Linked DNA regions of Sus scrofa: regions 1, 3, 4 and 5 are each linked to region 2. Evidence: chromatin contacts called from public Hi-C and promoter capture Hi-C data. All regions are on one chromosome and are shown on one strand. Each heading gives the region's core, a stretch centred on a gene start, on an enhancer-like site or on the middle of the called end of the contact. The rest is flanking DNA. Distances are from core to core; before and after follow the strand shown.

Region 1 (2,790 bases), core at 190-2,689, 350 kb before region 2:
GAATGCCGCTCACGAAGGAGGACCCGGAATACCATAGGGTGGCACAACGCCTCGTTCGGTTCGAGGCTCCCTGGCTCCCGGGCGGCCTTACCTCTGTTCTGGTGGCTCAAGGGGCCAGAACGGTTGGAATCTTGCTGGGGCCTCCAGAAATGTTACGGCAGCTACCCAGCAGCCCTGCGCTGCAGCGTATCAGCTCTGGAGACAGCCCTGTGGCTGTAGCCTACTAGCTCCAGCAGCTCTGGCTGCAGTGGATCAGCTCTTTTACCCGGCAAGAAACCAAGCGAGCACTCGGAGAGTTGGAGAACTCAGGTTTATTACGCCGGCCGGCTCGGAGGAGATCGATCTCCAGTGTCTGAGCCCGGAAGAAGGGTTTCACAAGGCTTTTATGGGCTACTTCTTCCAGGTCCATCCTTGGCTAGTTGGACCGGAGTGACGTCAGGCAGGTAGTGGATGTGGAAACAAATTGACAGAAGCAGATGTGTGGGGAGGGGTGGTTGGGGCAGTTGGATGGACTTTGCTTAGTCATCATGGCCAGAGTCTCTCCTTTCTACATTTTTATTGGGACAGTTTCTCCTACACGCTAACTTAAAGACTACTAAATTAGCATCCTAAGGATTTTAATATTCCCTTCCATGGGGAGAATTTTTACATATTCAAACATACCCAGAAATCAACTCAAATTCAACCAGGAGAAAGAAAAAAAAAAAAACCCAAACCATTAAAGATTGAATACTTTGAACTCGAAAACTCCAAAATAGTTTGTTACATTAGACAAAATGGGTTATTTCCCTGGACTATGTTGTGTAAACATGGAGTGGCTGAATTTCTGCAGCAGTGAAGACCATATAGTTAGAACAGGCTCCTAAACGCACGCAACAGGTAACCAATCAGCTGCACAAGCTAAAGCGAGAGGAGCGTGGAAGCACACTTTTGCTCACAGCAGCTCAAAGAAGGCCTGCGGGAGGACGAGGTTCTTTACCGCTAAGCTCGAAAGGTGGAAAGGGGAAGGAGGGATCTCCTACACACAGCCCAGAGGCCTGCTCTGCCGGACTGAGCACCTCCAGTGTAGGAGAAGGCTAGAACGATACCCCAGGGTCTGGAGCTGGAAGTAGGAAGAGGGAGGACACGTTACCCTGAGAAGAGCCAGTTCAACAGGATTTCCCTTCAGCTGGATGACTTGAGCAGCGCCCCAACACTGGGGCCTGGAACCCAGGAATCCAGGATAGTCATCAATTGAACAGACTTTGTTCCCGCGCTGAGGAGCACACGCCTGAGCGTCAAGGCGCACAGAGTACACGTCACTTCTGGGACATAGATCTTCCCCAAACCTTTCTCCAGGGTCCGCCCCGCCCCCAGTCCTCCTCTCCGGAGGCGCTGTGCTACAACCCCGCCCACCACAGCCCAGATGGCTACGCGGCGCACATGCGCAGAGGACTCGACGCTGCTGTGCACTTCGGGGAGTGTAGTCTCCGCGCAGGTGCCGGTGGGCCGCCAGAGTACCAGTTCCCAGCGGAACCTGAAGAAGTCAGAACTCTCTCGCCGCCCCGGTCCTTATTCCCATCTTCATACCTGTCCAGTCACCTCGCGCTGGGCTTCAGTCAGGGCGCGCCCCAAGGGAAAGCGTGAGACCCAGTCTTCCCTTCAGCCGGCTGTGCTGGAGAGGCGGGGTCCACTGCCCGCCTCCCACCGCCCCCCTCCCCGCCCTCCTTACCCTCCCCGGCGGGCGTCGGGCCGGAGCCCGAAGAGAGGCGGCGGCCCCCGCGGCGGCCCCCGCAGCGGCCGCAGGAGGGGCGGCGGCGGCGGGCGCCGCAGGCGATGCCCCTGCCTGGCTGCTCCGGCGGGGGGCGGTGCGAGCGGCGGCGGGGGAGCAGGCAGGGGGCGGCGGCTGCTACAGAGGGGCCGAGAGCTGGCGGCGGCGGTCGTGAAGGGCATCGGCGGCGGCGGCGGTGATGGCAGTGCTGATGTGAGTGTCTGCTGGCTGGGGACCCGGGGCTGCTGAGCCCGAGGCGAGCGGGAGCGGGAGGCCAGGGGCCGCGGAGGGATGTTGTGTGCCCGGTGCGGAGCCGGGAGACTCCGCCCGCCGCCACCGTTCGTCCGGTAGAGGCGGGAGCCCGGCGCTGCGGCGGCCGGCACAGTGCAAAGCGCGGCCCGGTGTGGGGGTCCCGGGCGGAGGCTGGGGCAGCCCAGGCCGAGGGGCGTCTGCGATTGTTCTCAACACCCCTCCCCCACCCCACCCCGTGTGTCTGTTTGTCACTTGCAGCTGAAGATGGAAAGAGCCAGGCGAAGGGGAGGCGGCGGCGGCGGCGGCCGTGGCCGCGGCGGCAAGAATGTAGGGGGCTCTGGCCTAAGCAAGAGTAGACTCTATCCCCAGGCCCAGCACCCCCACTACCCCCACTACGCGGCTTCAGCCACCCCTAGTCAGGCTGGGGGCGCCGCCGAAATCCAGGAGCTGGCCTCTAAACGAGTGGACATCCAGAAAAAAAGGTTTTACCTAGACGTGAAGCAAAGCTCCCGGGGCCGGTTCCTAAAGATAGCCGAAGTCTGGATAGGGAGAGGCCGGCAAGACAATATCAGAAAGAGTAAACTGACCCTCTCCCTGTCTGTGGCAGCGGAGCTGAAGGACTGCCTAGGGGACTTCATCGAGCACTATGCCCACCTGGGCCTGAAAGGCCACCGACAAGAGCATGGTCACGGCAAAGAGCAAAGCTCCAGGAGGAGACAGAAGCACTCAGCACCCTCCCCACCAGTCTCTGTAGGGTCCGAAGAGCATCCTCACAGTGTCCTCAAGAC
Region 2 (2,700 bases), core at 75-2,574:
GGTGTGGGTCGCAGACGTGGCTCGGATCCCGCGTTGCTGTGGCTCTGGCATAGGCCAGTGGCTACAGCTCCGATTAGACCCCTAGCCTGGGAACCTCCATATGCCGCGAGAACGGCCCAAGAAAAGACAAAAAAAAAAAAAAAAAAAAAAAGCCACACAATCATCTTTTGGCTTTATTTTCATTTCTACTGAGCCACAAATGGGAACTCCTATTCCCAAGTTTTGAATAAAAATTTGCATATTATCTCGGAGTTCCCGCCGTGGCTCAGTGGTTGACGAACCCAACTGGTATCCATGAGGACGCGGTTCCATCCCTGGCCTTGCTCTGTGGGTTAAGGATCCAGCATTGCGGTGAGCTGTGGTGAAGGTCTTAGTCACAGATCAGATGCTGAGGTGCTGCGGCTGTGGTGTAGCTCTGAGTTGACCCTTAGCCTGGGAACTTCCATGTGCCATGGATGCGGCCCTCAAAAGACAAAAATAAATAAATAAATAAATAAAAAATAAAAAAATTTACGTATTATCTCATTCAATCTTCCCAAGAGTCCAATGCAAGTAACCCATTGTGCTAGGACAATTGTTATTCCCATTTACCAGATGAGAAAACTGAAACAGGTTAAGTAAGGTGAGGAGTAACCAGTTAAAGGACAGCCACAGAACAGTTGGGTACTGGCTTCAGGTTATAAGAGTTAGGAAAGGAGAGTTACAGAAAATCTGACACCGCAAACACATTGCTGGCTGTGCACAAAGCCAATCTTTTTCGTCGCTTTATTTCTACCCCTTTATGCTGCGTCTCAATCCAAAATCCTTTTCTAAGAGGGTTCACAGGGGTAGTGGTTAGGAGTTCGGAAACTGGACTTCAGGACAGGATTTGCCTTTGCTAGCTGTGCTGTCTTGAGCACACCATTTAGTTTCACTTGCTTTCTTGCTTCCTCGCTTGTAAAACGTCAATGTTCTTTTGACGTTTAGGTGATGGTGATTGGCATTTGATGTAAAGTCACAGAACACCTGTAGACAATAACTTGAAAACTCTCGTCGTCACTCGAATTGAGCAGATCCCAGCGCACGCTGCAGGAGGATCTATTAGCTTCATATTTCTACTCCTGTAAAAGAAAAATTTCTTCCCTCTTGGCAGCGTCTTCAGTACTCCCATCAAAGTCCCGCCCCCAGCCTCTCTCGGGCTGTCAAGGAGATCCGGGACGCCCCAGCTGGTTGACCCCCTCAGCTCTACCCAGGCGGGGCACGTGATGACGCACGCGCGTTCTCTGCGGCCGCCGCGCCGCCGCGGTGGCTGCCGGGACTGAGTTCAGAGCCGTAAGATCAGGAAGTGGCGGGCGGAGCCCGGGGCCGAGTCGCCTCCTCGGACGCCGCCGCCGCCGCCGCCAGTGCTAGGACCCCGACCTGGCGGGGCAGCGCTGGGCGGGCGTGCGGGCGGGGGCGCTGACGACGAACAGGAAGCGGCGGCCAAGCGGGCGTGGGTGGCTGGTCGCGGCGGAGGCGTGTGGGACGGCCCTCCTGGCTCAGGTGGGTGCTGCGGCGGCTGTGTGAGGGGCGCAGAACCCCGGCCTGTTGTTCCCGCGGGCCGCCTCCTCCCGGGGGTGAGCGGGTCTCCCACCACGCGGGAGGCTGGAGCTGCCCTTCCCTCCGCGAAGATCTTAAACCCGGTAATAACTTCTCGGGAGCATTGTCTTTTAGGCTGGGGGTTCACTGAGAAAACTTTTGGGTTGGAAAGAGGGGAAATTCGAATCTGAGAGCCGATTGTGCCTCTGCTTAGCCTTCAAGTTCATATTAGCAGTAGCTGCACCATCCCGGCGTGTGGAGTTTGGGGAACCACGTTGTCCGGCTAACTAAAGGCTGTGATTTCAGGCCCCTTCACGGACTTTTTTTTTTTTTTTCTTTTTCCACCTGCCTTTGGGAGACATTGTTTGGAAGGATTTCTAAACTTAGAGTTGTAATAGTTGTTTTTGCAAAGTTTGTTTTCCAAAACAAATCGCTGCTGTACTTTTTTTTTGCCGTTCGCCTCAACATTTCTGTTATTTAAGAGGTAAGCAGTCTGTGTTCTCAGCTTGCCGGCTATTCATAGCCATGTTGGCACCAGGCAAAGAGGCAAGAGAGGAAAAGTAGAAAAGTTGACGTCAAATGAAAAAGTGGAAAGAATGTGGGCTTTGGAGCCAGCAGATTTTCATTCGTTTTTGGCGTCTCAGTGGAAGAACACGTGAACTCAGTTGTGGCCATGTTGTTTTTTTTGTATTGTTTAATGTAAAATGGTCAGGGTGATGTCTCCTGTCTGCCACACAGTTCAGTACATGTCAAACCCTATAGATACTGAGTAGTCTGAAAAAAAGGAGCAAAAGTTAGATGGAGCATATGATGGTGGAAGATATTAAGCCTTCTGTTCCAGGTGCCATTAAACGTTACCCATACCACACAGGTCGTCTTTGTTTTGGAGGCCATATACCATCATTTCAGGTCTGGAGTAAGGAACACCTGATTGGGGAACCACAGTAGTTCCATTCCTGGTTCTGTTCTTTCAGCTGTGTGACCTTAATCATGTCCTCTTTTCACTTCAGATTTTACGTGTTAAAATAGGAATAAAGCAGAGTTCCCATCATGGCTCAGCGGAAACCAATCTGACTAGTATCCATGAGGATGCAGGTTCAATCTCTGGCCTCACTCAGGGGGTTAAGGATCTGGCGTTGCACT
Region 3 (2,700 bases), core at 15-2,514, 280 kb after region 2:
GCAAAGTTTGAAACTCTCGTCTTCTGTTCCCCACAACCGCAACGCCCCTAAATTTACAAAACCTAATTACTCAGGTTGGGGTCTTAGACTCATCAGAGAAGAATGCGGCTGATGAGTTATCTATTAATCCAAAATGCCTCAGCTGGAAAGATATTTCACTAAGAAACTTTTCACGTTGAAAGGGAGGGGGCAGGGAACCGAAGGAGTCTTTTAAGGAGAACTTTCCCCGAGTTTCTTCCTTAAACCACACAAACACACCCCACAACTTCCAGCCCCAGACGCAGAACTAAGTGCTGACCCTCCCGGTCTCAATAATCTGAGGTCACCCAGGAGTCAGCTCTCGATTCCGCTTTTAAAATCCGGTGCAAACAAAGCTGGGCATTATACTTACAAAAGGTCTCAGGAAAGTCCTCAAAGTTACGCAATTGTAGGCACACAGACGCGCGTGGACCCACAAAAACACACTCGGTGAGGATACACTCTCCCCGGGCCACAGCCTGGGGCTGCTTCAAGGAGCCAGGACGATTCCCAAACCCTCGACCGCGGCGCCCCCTCCCCGGCGCAGCCCGGCGCCCGGGGACCCGCGCCCCGCCAGCCGCCGGCACTTTGGAAAAGACCCGCGGCTGCCGTCCCAGCCCGTACCCACCACCTCACCGTACCTCTTCCTCCTGAAGGTTGGCCTCGTTCGGGGTGTTCTCCTTCTCGGCTTTGCCGCCGTTGTTCATCTTCCCGGTCCTCCCTCGCCGGGCAGGGTTGGGGCGCGGGGCTGGGCGAGGGCGAGCTCGCCCACTTTTCCCTTCCCCGGGCGCCGCGGGCAGCGGGGGCTGGAGCCGGGGCTGTGGCGGCTTGGCTGGGGCTCCGGCTCGGGGTCCCGCGGCGAGACTGCGGCGGCGGGCGACTCAGGAAGTGCGAGGGAGAGGACGGGGCAGGGCTAGGCGCCGGCGGACAGAGAAGGGGACGGAGACAATCGGGACCCAGGAGGGAGACCTGGAGAGGGCGGGCGGGCGTGAGGGAAGGAAGGAAGAAAGGATGGGGCGAGGACGCGCGTCCCAGGAGTGAGCCCAGAGTTGGGGATGTGGCTGAGTAGAGGCTCGGGGGCAGCCGCCGCCCGAGGTAGCAGCTGCTGGAAGGAGGGGGCGAGGGGTACCCGGAGAGGAGCAGGAGGAGGAGGTGCGGGGTAGCGGGGCGCGGCTGGGACCCGGAGAGCCGCTGAGTGCGCGCTCCTGGCTGGCTCTGGAAAGTACGGGCTCCAAGCAGCTCCCCTTCTCTCGCCTGCCTTCCTCCTCCCCTCTCTCCTCCCTCCCCTCCTCCTCCTCCCTCCGCCCTCCCTGGATGTGGGCTGCAGGCTAGAGCCCGGAGGGACGGGACGCGGGACGGCAAAGCCCCCCGCAGGAGGAGGGGCTGCGCGGAGGGCTGCTGCCAGGCGGCCGGATGGCGCGCGCCGGGCGGAAGCGACCGACCCGAGCCCCCGACTCCGCGGTAGGTCGCTGGGCGAGGGCCGAAGAGGGGAGAGGAGAAAGGTTAGGTCCCCCGTTTGCCCTGCCCCTGGGGGCCCCGGTGGCCCAGCCGGGCGCTGCACTCCCTTGAAGAGGGGCTTCGGGGAGCCCGGCCCTGCCCGCGCGGGGACCGGGGAGTGTGAGTTGTCACTTTTGCTCCTTTACTCTTCACGAGGCATTCGCACCCCTACCCCGCCTTTTCAATACCAGCTTAGACCTGGTTCTACCTCTCCTAGTCGGCAGCTTGAAATGACAGGATGCGAGAAATCGAGTGACATCCGGGGGCAGCCCACTCCAGGCCAGCGTTTTCAGGGCACAGCCTCAGACCCACGTCCGACGCCGGGTCCTCAAAAACCTTTCCAGCCTCCCCGCACCGGCTGGCCCCTGTTCAGACTCCTCTAGAGCCCTTATCTGACTATCCTGGAATTATTTGTTTACCTGGCTGCCTCTCTTACTCTCCTGAAGAGATCCTTCTTGGAAGGCAAGACCCAGCCCTCTTTACCTTTCAAATCCCACGGGTTTGGTTTGGGTTGTTGGGTTTTTTTAATAGGCTACGTGGTGTATAGTACGCACTCAATAAATATTTGTTGGCCGAGGGAAATGTTCCTCACTGCTAGACAAGCTGGAGGACAAGACAAGATATTCAGAGGGTCAGAGCAGCTTAGAGACGAAGGGAGACCCGGCATCTAGGTCAGTGCACAACGCTTGTTTACGCACCAGGCTTGGAAGGAAGAACTGCCTTGGTTTCCGTTTCCTTCTCTGTGAACTAGGAGTTCTATTTATCGCCCAGGAGTTTGCTATTAGAGGAGATTATCGGTTGATAGATAAAACTATAGCACCTGGCACCCATTCTGACCCAGTTAAGTTTACAATACATGGAAACTGGCTTTATGAAGGAAATTTCCATTTTTCCTGAGCCATCCAGAACTTTTCCAATATGGTGTCATTTATGCTTTCCACTCAAGTGACTGCTACAAACACCTAAGTTTAAACCTCCAAACTTCGGTAGGCTCTCTCTCACTTCTCACTCCTAGGAATTCTCTCCCCGCACCGCACCAATCACAATTTCTAATCAGCTTGCTTGCTTCACTGTTTGTCTTGACCCCGCCCCTCCCCCACCCCACATTCTTTACCCTTAACTGGTTTAAGTGCTCCTAGAAGTGGGATGGGATGGCGGCAGAAATTGAAGATAAGGCTTCTGCTT
Region 4 (2,751 bases), core at 176-2,675, 490 kb after region 2:
GCAGCTGCTATAAACATTTATCTGATTTAATACTCTCCACAGTTTTGTAAAGCTGTAATCCCCCCCCCCCCCCCCCCACGCACCAGCCGCACCCATGGCATACAGAAGTTCCTGGGCCGGAGATTGAATCCAAGCTGCAATTGTGACCTATGCTTATGCCTCAGCTGCAGCAATGCCGGATCCTATGTATTGTATCTCTTCCTGTAGCACTAAATACTATTTTTATTTTGATAACAACTGCATAGTTTACCTTACCTTGAAGTCCAGACTTGTATATCCAAGTGTCTATTTGACATCTGCTTGGGTCTTGACAGTTACCTTGAACCTGACATGTGGTTATCTTTATTTCAGTCCCACTCCAAGCCACCACTGTTACGCCTTCTCTTGTTCCACGTTTCTCCAAGTTTACTTTGCCTCAGTTGTACTGGCTTTGTTTGCCTCTTCCAACCACTACATTTTGTTTCATTCATTGCAGAATCTCCAGTGCCTAGAACAGTGCCTGCAGGTACTGTTAGGTAGTGGTAGGTACTAAATATATTAAGATACTCATCAAATTAGTGAACGGTGTTCCTCAAAACACAAAGCTAGGGCTTTTGCATCCACTGTTCCTCAGGTGGAGAAACCTCTTCCCCTGATCTGTATATTCTCCCATCATTCAGGTCTCAAAGCTTCAAAATCACTTCCTCAGCAAGGTCCTCCCTGATTGTCTCCCAGTCTCTTTGTATCATCTTATTTTATTTCCATCAGTGCACTTATCACTTCATCTTCATTTACTAACTTAGTATGTAATTTGTTTGTCCTATTTCTCCTCAATGTAAGCTCCATGAGTTCAAGGATGGTGTCGCCTCCAGCCTAAAATAGCACCTGACACATACTAGGCATTCATCCTGTATTTGTTGAAGTAATGAATGAAGGAATTCTCCCCCAGACATGTCAGACCTCAAAGATAATTCTTACGCATTCTTAGAACAGTTTTGTCTGGCTGGTTCTTTCTTTAGGTGTTAGTTTTTACTCCTCATATCTTGTAAATTCCCACTGCCTCCACGTTGGAGGAAATGTATAAAAGTTCTGAGCTTCTGAAACTAGACAATATATTTCCACGCTCTCTCTCTTTAAATCTCCTATGTATTTAGCAAACTAATAGAACACGAATTATGCTAAGTGCTGAAGCCATAAAGTTGATTAAGGCACAGTAACTTTCCTCTGGAAGGTTATTGAGGTTTTGTAAATACATCACTTAACTACATTAGCTTTTGCTTTGCGATGGTTTCACTCTCTTCAACCACAGCACCTTCACCGTGAATCCGCAGGAGGCCGGCCCGCGGCCCCGCCCCCAGGCCCTGCTTCTCGCCCTTGGCTCCGCCCTTAACGCGGCCCGCCCCGCCCCCACCACCACCCTGCCCCCACCACCGCCCTCAGCGGCTCTGAGCCCCTGGGGCGGGGCCAAGCTTCGACCATTCCTGTTCCCCCACGCGCCTCAGCGGCAGTGACGTTAGACAGGCGCACCGACCTTCCTTGAGGCTGCGGGTCTACGGAGAGATCGTCTTCTCTCCGCGGCCCGAGCTGCAGTTTCGTTGCGTAGGGCCTCGCGGATTTCCGCAGCCTGGTGTTCTGGCCCGCGAGCACCCCGCAGCTGCGCGCCATCTTCACCAAGCGCCATGGCGGCGGCCGGCGGGCCGAAAGCGACCAGATGCTGCCCTTTCTTCGGTCTCCTTTTGCTTCTGCTGATCGCGGGCCCTACCCGGGGCTGGAACGACCCTGGTGAGTGCTGCCCTCACTCCCTCCTCTTGCTCTCTTCGGCAGGCGCTGAGAGGACCCCGGCTGGGGACCATATCCCTTCTACCCTATTTGCTCATTTCCATCCTCTTCGCTGTTCATCTCTGTCCTGCCTGGATCTTTTGCTCTTCCCAGACAAGTGTAGACTGTTGGGGAGTGGGCGGGGCGGGGCGGGGCGGGACGATCTAATGTAATTAATGTTCCCATCTCCCTTCCCTGGATTCCTAGAATTTGCCCACCTTTTCCTTCCTCGGGCTACACCCCTCATCCCCTGAGTCTGGCTGGAAATCTCGTCCCTCACCTGCGCCTCTTGTTTTGTTGTCAAGAGTGTCTGATGTCATGGCTGTTCTCTTGGCTGCCTGTTGCTACACCTGAGAGTTGCCATGGCACCGGCAATCTCTGAGTCACACTTAGTGAACAGGGCTGCAAACCTTGGAAGTCGGTTAGCAGAATCATAAACTGTACTGTTTACCTGAGCACAAGTTGTGCTGTTTATTCTATTACAGCAAAGTACATTGCGTTACACCAGCTTTTCCCATTGAATTAAAAAAAAATTTTGTGTGTGTGATGGTACACGGTAAGTGATTTCTAGGGAAAAGTTTCTTTTATATCACTATGTTATTAGACTTGTCTAACAAATTTTTATGGGATCGATAGTATTCCGTGTAATTAATATTGTGTGTGTATGTATGTACACATAATACAGATTTCCATTTAATAAATGATGTATGCTTTAAATAGGAGTGATGTAAAAAAATGACTTAAACTATGAAAACATCATTTTTGGTTTGGAAAGGAAAGATGTTGAGGTATGGAATGTGTACTAATGTTGCAATCATGACTTGGTGAGAGGAAATGCCTGTGTTTTTGAACTTAACAGATTTTTCTGTAGTTTCTTATTTTATTCTTAAATGTTAAAATGAGAGAGAAGGCACTATTTGTAAGTACTTGACTTTGAGTACTCCTTTGATGTGG
Region 5 (2,700 bases), core at 148-2,647, 450 kb after region 2:
CATTTAAAAAAGCAATTTCATTAAACCCTGGCCAAATAAGCTTAACTCCATAAAATCTTTTTTTTTTGGGGGGGGTGGCATCACGCCAGAGGCATGTTGTAATTCCCTACCCAACTGCAGCACAGCAGCCACCCAAGTGTCTGAAGGGACAAACCCAGATGCTTAACCCCCTGGGCCAAAGGAGAGCTCCTAAAATATCTCATTTTAGATACGATTTCCCATTTCAGTGTTTATTCCCTCAGCCTCCCTTTATGAACTTTTTGGGGAAAAAAGACACTATTTATAACATTTAACATATCCTGGGCAAGCGAGAATGGGAGAGACTCATGTCTTCAGTTTATGCCCAACGAAGAGACCTCAGGTAGTGTATGGGACAATCAGCATACTTCTTTGTGTGGCAGTTATAAGTTCACCACTAGACCAACTAAAACATGGTGGAAATATCTCCGTGTAGACTCCGAGGCACCTGGAAGTGACGCGCAGGGGAGAGCAGGCAGCTGGAAGAAGGCTTAGCCAAGGACCTAACTATTAAAATAACCATCAACACCCTCCTCCCCACTGCACACTACCAGATATTCCGTACAGATAAAACGTACAGAATATTCCTAGAAGATCTCCTCTTAGGCTTTATGAACAAGATGAGAGCTACCTGCCTAAACAGAAGAAAAGCCTAAATGTTAGTTTATGGCACCCCAAACAAGGTCTGTCGGTTTTCTTTTTCAGGAATAGTCAGCAGATGGTGCTCAACACTGCTGCTTTGGGAAACAGTTTGACTTATTAAAGGTGTCCATCTCCCATCCAAGCCGTTCCTATTCACCAACAGTGCCAGCAAGGAGGGCCGCTAGAGAAGCAGCCCCGGAGTCTATCCCCACACGTTTACGAAGCGGCTAGTTCTGGCCCAGTGGTGGCCCCCTTTCTGACAAGCGGCCGAGAGTTCGTCTACACAAATATACAGCGTCCACGATAGGGAGGAAGGGATTGGGGAGCGGCCAGCACTCCTGTGGCGTCTGGGGACACCCGGCAGCTCCAGGCCTCCGAAGCGCAGCGCAAAGGAAGAGGAAGGTATCTCCGAGTCCTGGGTGGCGGCCCCTCCCGAGACCCCTTCGGCGCAGGAGCGCTGAGGAGGAGACCCGAGAGGCTGCCGAAGGACGAAGAGCAAATACCTTCCCGCCACGGACTCTGCATCCCTTCCCCGGCCTCCCTACCCCGACTCCTTCGCCTCCTCCCTCCGCAGACGTGGGCTCTGAGCCTTAGGAACCACCCAGGCCGGGCGCCTGGAATAAAACACCACCTCAATCCCCACCTCTGGCGACCAGAAACAGGTTCCACCCCTGCGGAGAGGAGAGAAAGACTTTTTCTCAAACAGCAGACCCACCTCTTTTGAGTCTTCTCCGCCATGGTTTGGCCCCCGGCTCCTATTGGATCGACACAACCTCCTGGGCAAAGCGATGATTTCTACGAGCGATTGCAGAGCCTGGCAGAATCGGGAGGGGGCGGAGCCTGGGGGCTGCTCTAGGGGCATGGCGGCGTGGGCGGGGTCAGCTCTGGTTTTTCGGTTGTCCTTTGCTGGTGTGGTTGGTGGCTCTACGCTGGGTTTAGCACAGCCAGGGGATCGATGGACTCGGATTTAGTCCGATCCAGCGCACTTCACTGTGACCTCATTATACCGCAATAGTCACTCTCATCTCCTTTCTTTAAAGATCCTCCTGCTAAACTTTGAGGCCCTTTTCCCTCTCAGCGTGAGGTCATTATTGCCATAAATTAAGCATCCTCTGTAGGCTGTCCTCAGGTTAGCAGCGCTAGTTGTGTCGTCTTTGCCCAGTCTCACACCTGATTATTCGAGTGCCTATTTAACGTGTCCACTTGAATGCTTCACGGTCTTAACAAATCTAAAATGTCCAGAACAGAGCTTTTGATTTAATGCCCTCGCCTTCTCTCCAACCAGTTGGTCCTTGGATCTCTGTCTCACTAAAGGAATCCACCATTCACCCAGTTGCTCAAACCGAAAAGTCCGAGTCATCCTCACCTCTCCGTATTTAATTAATTCGGCAAGTTCTTCTGGTTCTACATCTCATTCTACACTTTGCATAAATTTACCACCTCTCTAATCCAGTCTCTGCTACTACTCTCCCCTGTAGTCTGCCTCTTTCACCCTGGACCTCTAAAATCAGGCTTCCATCCCCCTCCTGCCCCCCATCCAAGCCATTTTTCTGCAGCTAAAATCATCCTTTAAAAACTAAATTCAGGAGTTCCCGTCTTGGCGCAGTGGTTAACGAATCCGACTAGGAGCCATGAGGTTGCGGGTTTGATCCCTGGTCTTGCTCAGTGGGTTAACGATCAGGCGTTGCAGTGAGCGCAGACGCGGTTTGGATTTGGCGTTGCTGTGGCCCTGGCGTAGGCCAGCGGCTGTGGCTCCGATTAGACCCCTAGCCTGGGAACTCCATATGCCGCGGGAGCGGCCCTAGAAAAGTCAAAAATACAAAAAACCCCAAAACAAAAACCAAATTCAGTTATTTTACTTACCATTCCTTTAAAAATCCGAACTCTTCCATATCCTGTCTCTGAGCTTGATCCAGAGACCCCTATTTCTTTAATTTCATGTTTCTCTTCCTCTAATCACATTTTTCTTCTTCAAGAAGCCAGGCTGAATCTCAGCCCAAAACGCTTCCACCTGCCCTCTGCTGACTTTTTAAGTCACAC

What was found. Promoter capture Hi-C pulls out the DNA fragments that hold promoters and counts their contacts. Hi-C and Micro-C count contacts between places; a contact is called where the count stands out from the background.
Region 1: a Hi-C map of liver shows a contact between it and region 2, with 4 times the contacts expected there. The contact joins the promoter of WRN here to the promoter of GTF2E2 in region 2. A contact is called at or near these places in 4 of 47 Hi-C or Micro-C datasets (heart right ventricle, liver and skeletal muscle).
Region 3: a promoter capture Hi-C map of fetal skeletal muscle shows a contact between it and region 2, with 3 times the contacts expected there. The contact joins the promoter of RBPMS here to the promoter of GTF2E2 in region 2. A contact is called at or near these places in 2 of 5 promoter capture datasets (fetal skeletal muscle and liver) and 1 of 47 Hi-C or Micro-C datasets (liver).
Region 4: a Hi-C map of liver shows a contact between it and region 2, with 4 times the contacts expected there. The contact joins the promoter of SARAF here to the promoter of GTF2E2 in region 2. A contact is called at or near these places in 2 of 47 Hi-C or Micro-C datasets (heart right ventricle and liver) and 1 of 2 datasets of contacts at active chromatin or transcription factors (alveolar macrophages).
Region 5: a promoter capture Hi-C map of liver shows a contact between it and region 2, with 7 times the contacts expected there. The contact joins the promoter of DCTN6 here to the promoter of GTF2E2 in region 2. A contact is called at or near these places in 2 of 5 promoter capture datasets (fetal skeletal muscle and liver), 3 of 47 Hi-C or Micro-C datasets (heart right ventricle, liver and skeletal muscle) and 1 of 2 datasets of contacts at active chromatin or transcription factors (alveolar macrophages).

Annotation. Positions count from the first base shown.
Region 1 is chr15:54,093,234-54,096,023 of Sscrofa11.1, forward strand. It overlaps WRN (Werner syndrome ATP-dependent helicase), which reads right to left and starts at 1,440. Exons shown (of 35, transcript XM_021075787.1): 1 at 1,133-1,440. It overlaps PURG (purine-rich element-binding protein gamma), which reads left to right and starts at 1,808. Exons shown (of 3, transcript XM_003359494.4): 1 at 1,808-1,963; 2 at 2,261-2,790. The coding sequence starts at 2,267.
Region 2 is chr15:54,443,156-54,445,855 of Sscrofa11.1, forward strand. GTF2E2 (general transcription factor IIE subunit 2) reads left to right here and starts at 1,325. Exons shown (of 9, transcript NM_001244861.1): 1 at 1,325-1,521.
Region 3 is chr15:54,724,149-54,726,848 of Sscrofa11.1, forward strand. It overlaps RBPMS (RNA-binding protein with multiple splicing), which reads right to left and starts at 1,265. Exons shown (of 9, transcript XM_021074872.1): 1 at 660-1,265. The coding sequence starts at 725.
Region 4 is chr15:54,932,565-54,935,315 of Sscrofa11.1, forward strand. SARAF (store-operated calcium entry-associated regulatory factor) reads left to right here and starts at 1,426. Exons shown (of 6, transcript XM_001924775.4): 1 at 1,426-1,761. The coding sequence starts at 1,659.
Region 5 is chr15:54,894,486-54,897,185 of Sscrofa11.1, forward strand. It overlaps DCTN6 (dynactin subunit 6), which reads right to left and starts at 1,398. Exons shown (of 7, transcript NM_001167644.1): 1 at 1,376-1,398. The coding sequence starts at 1,398.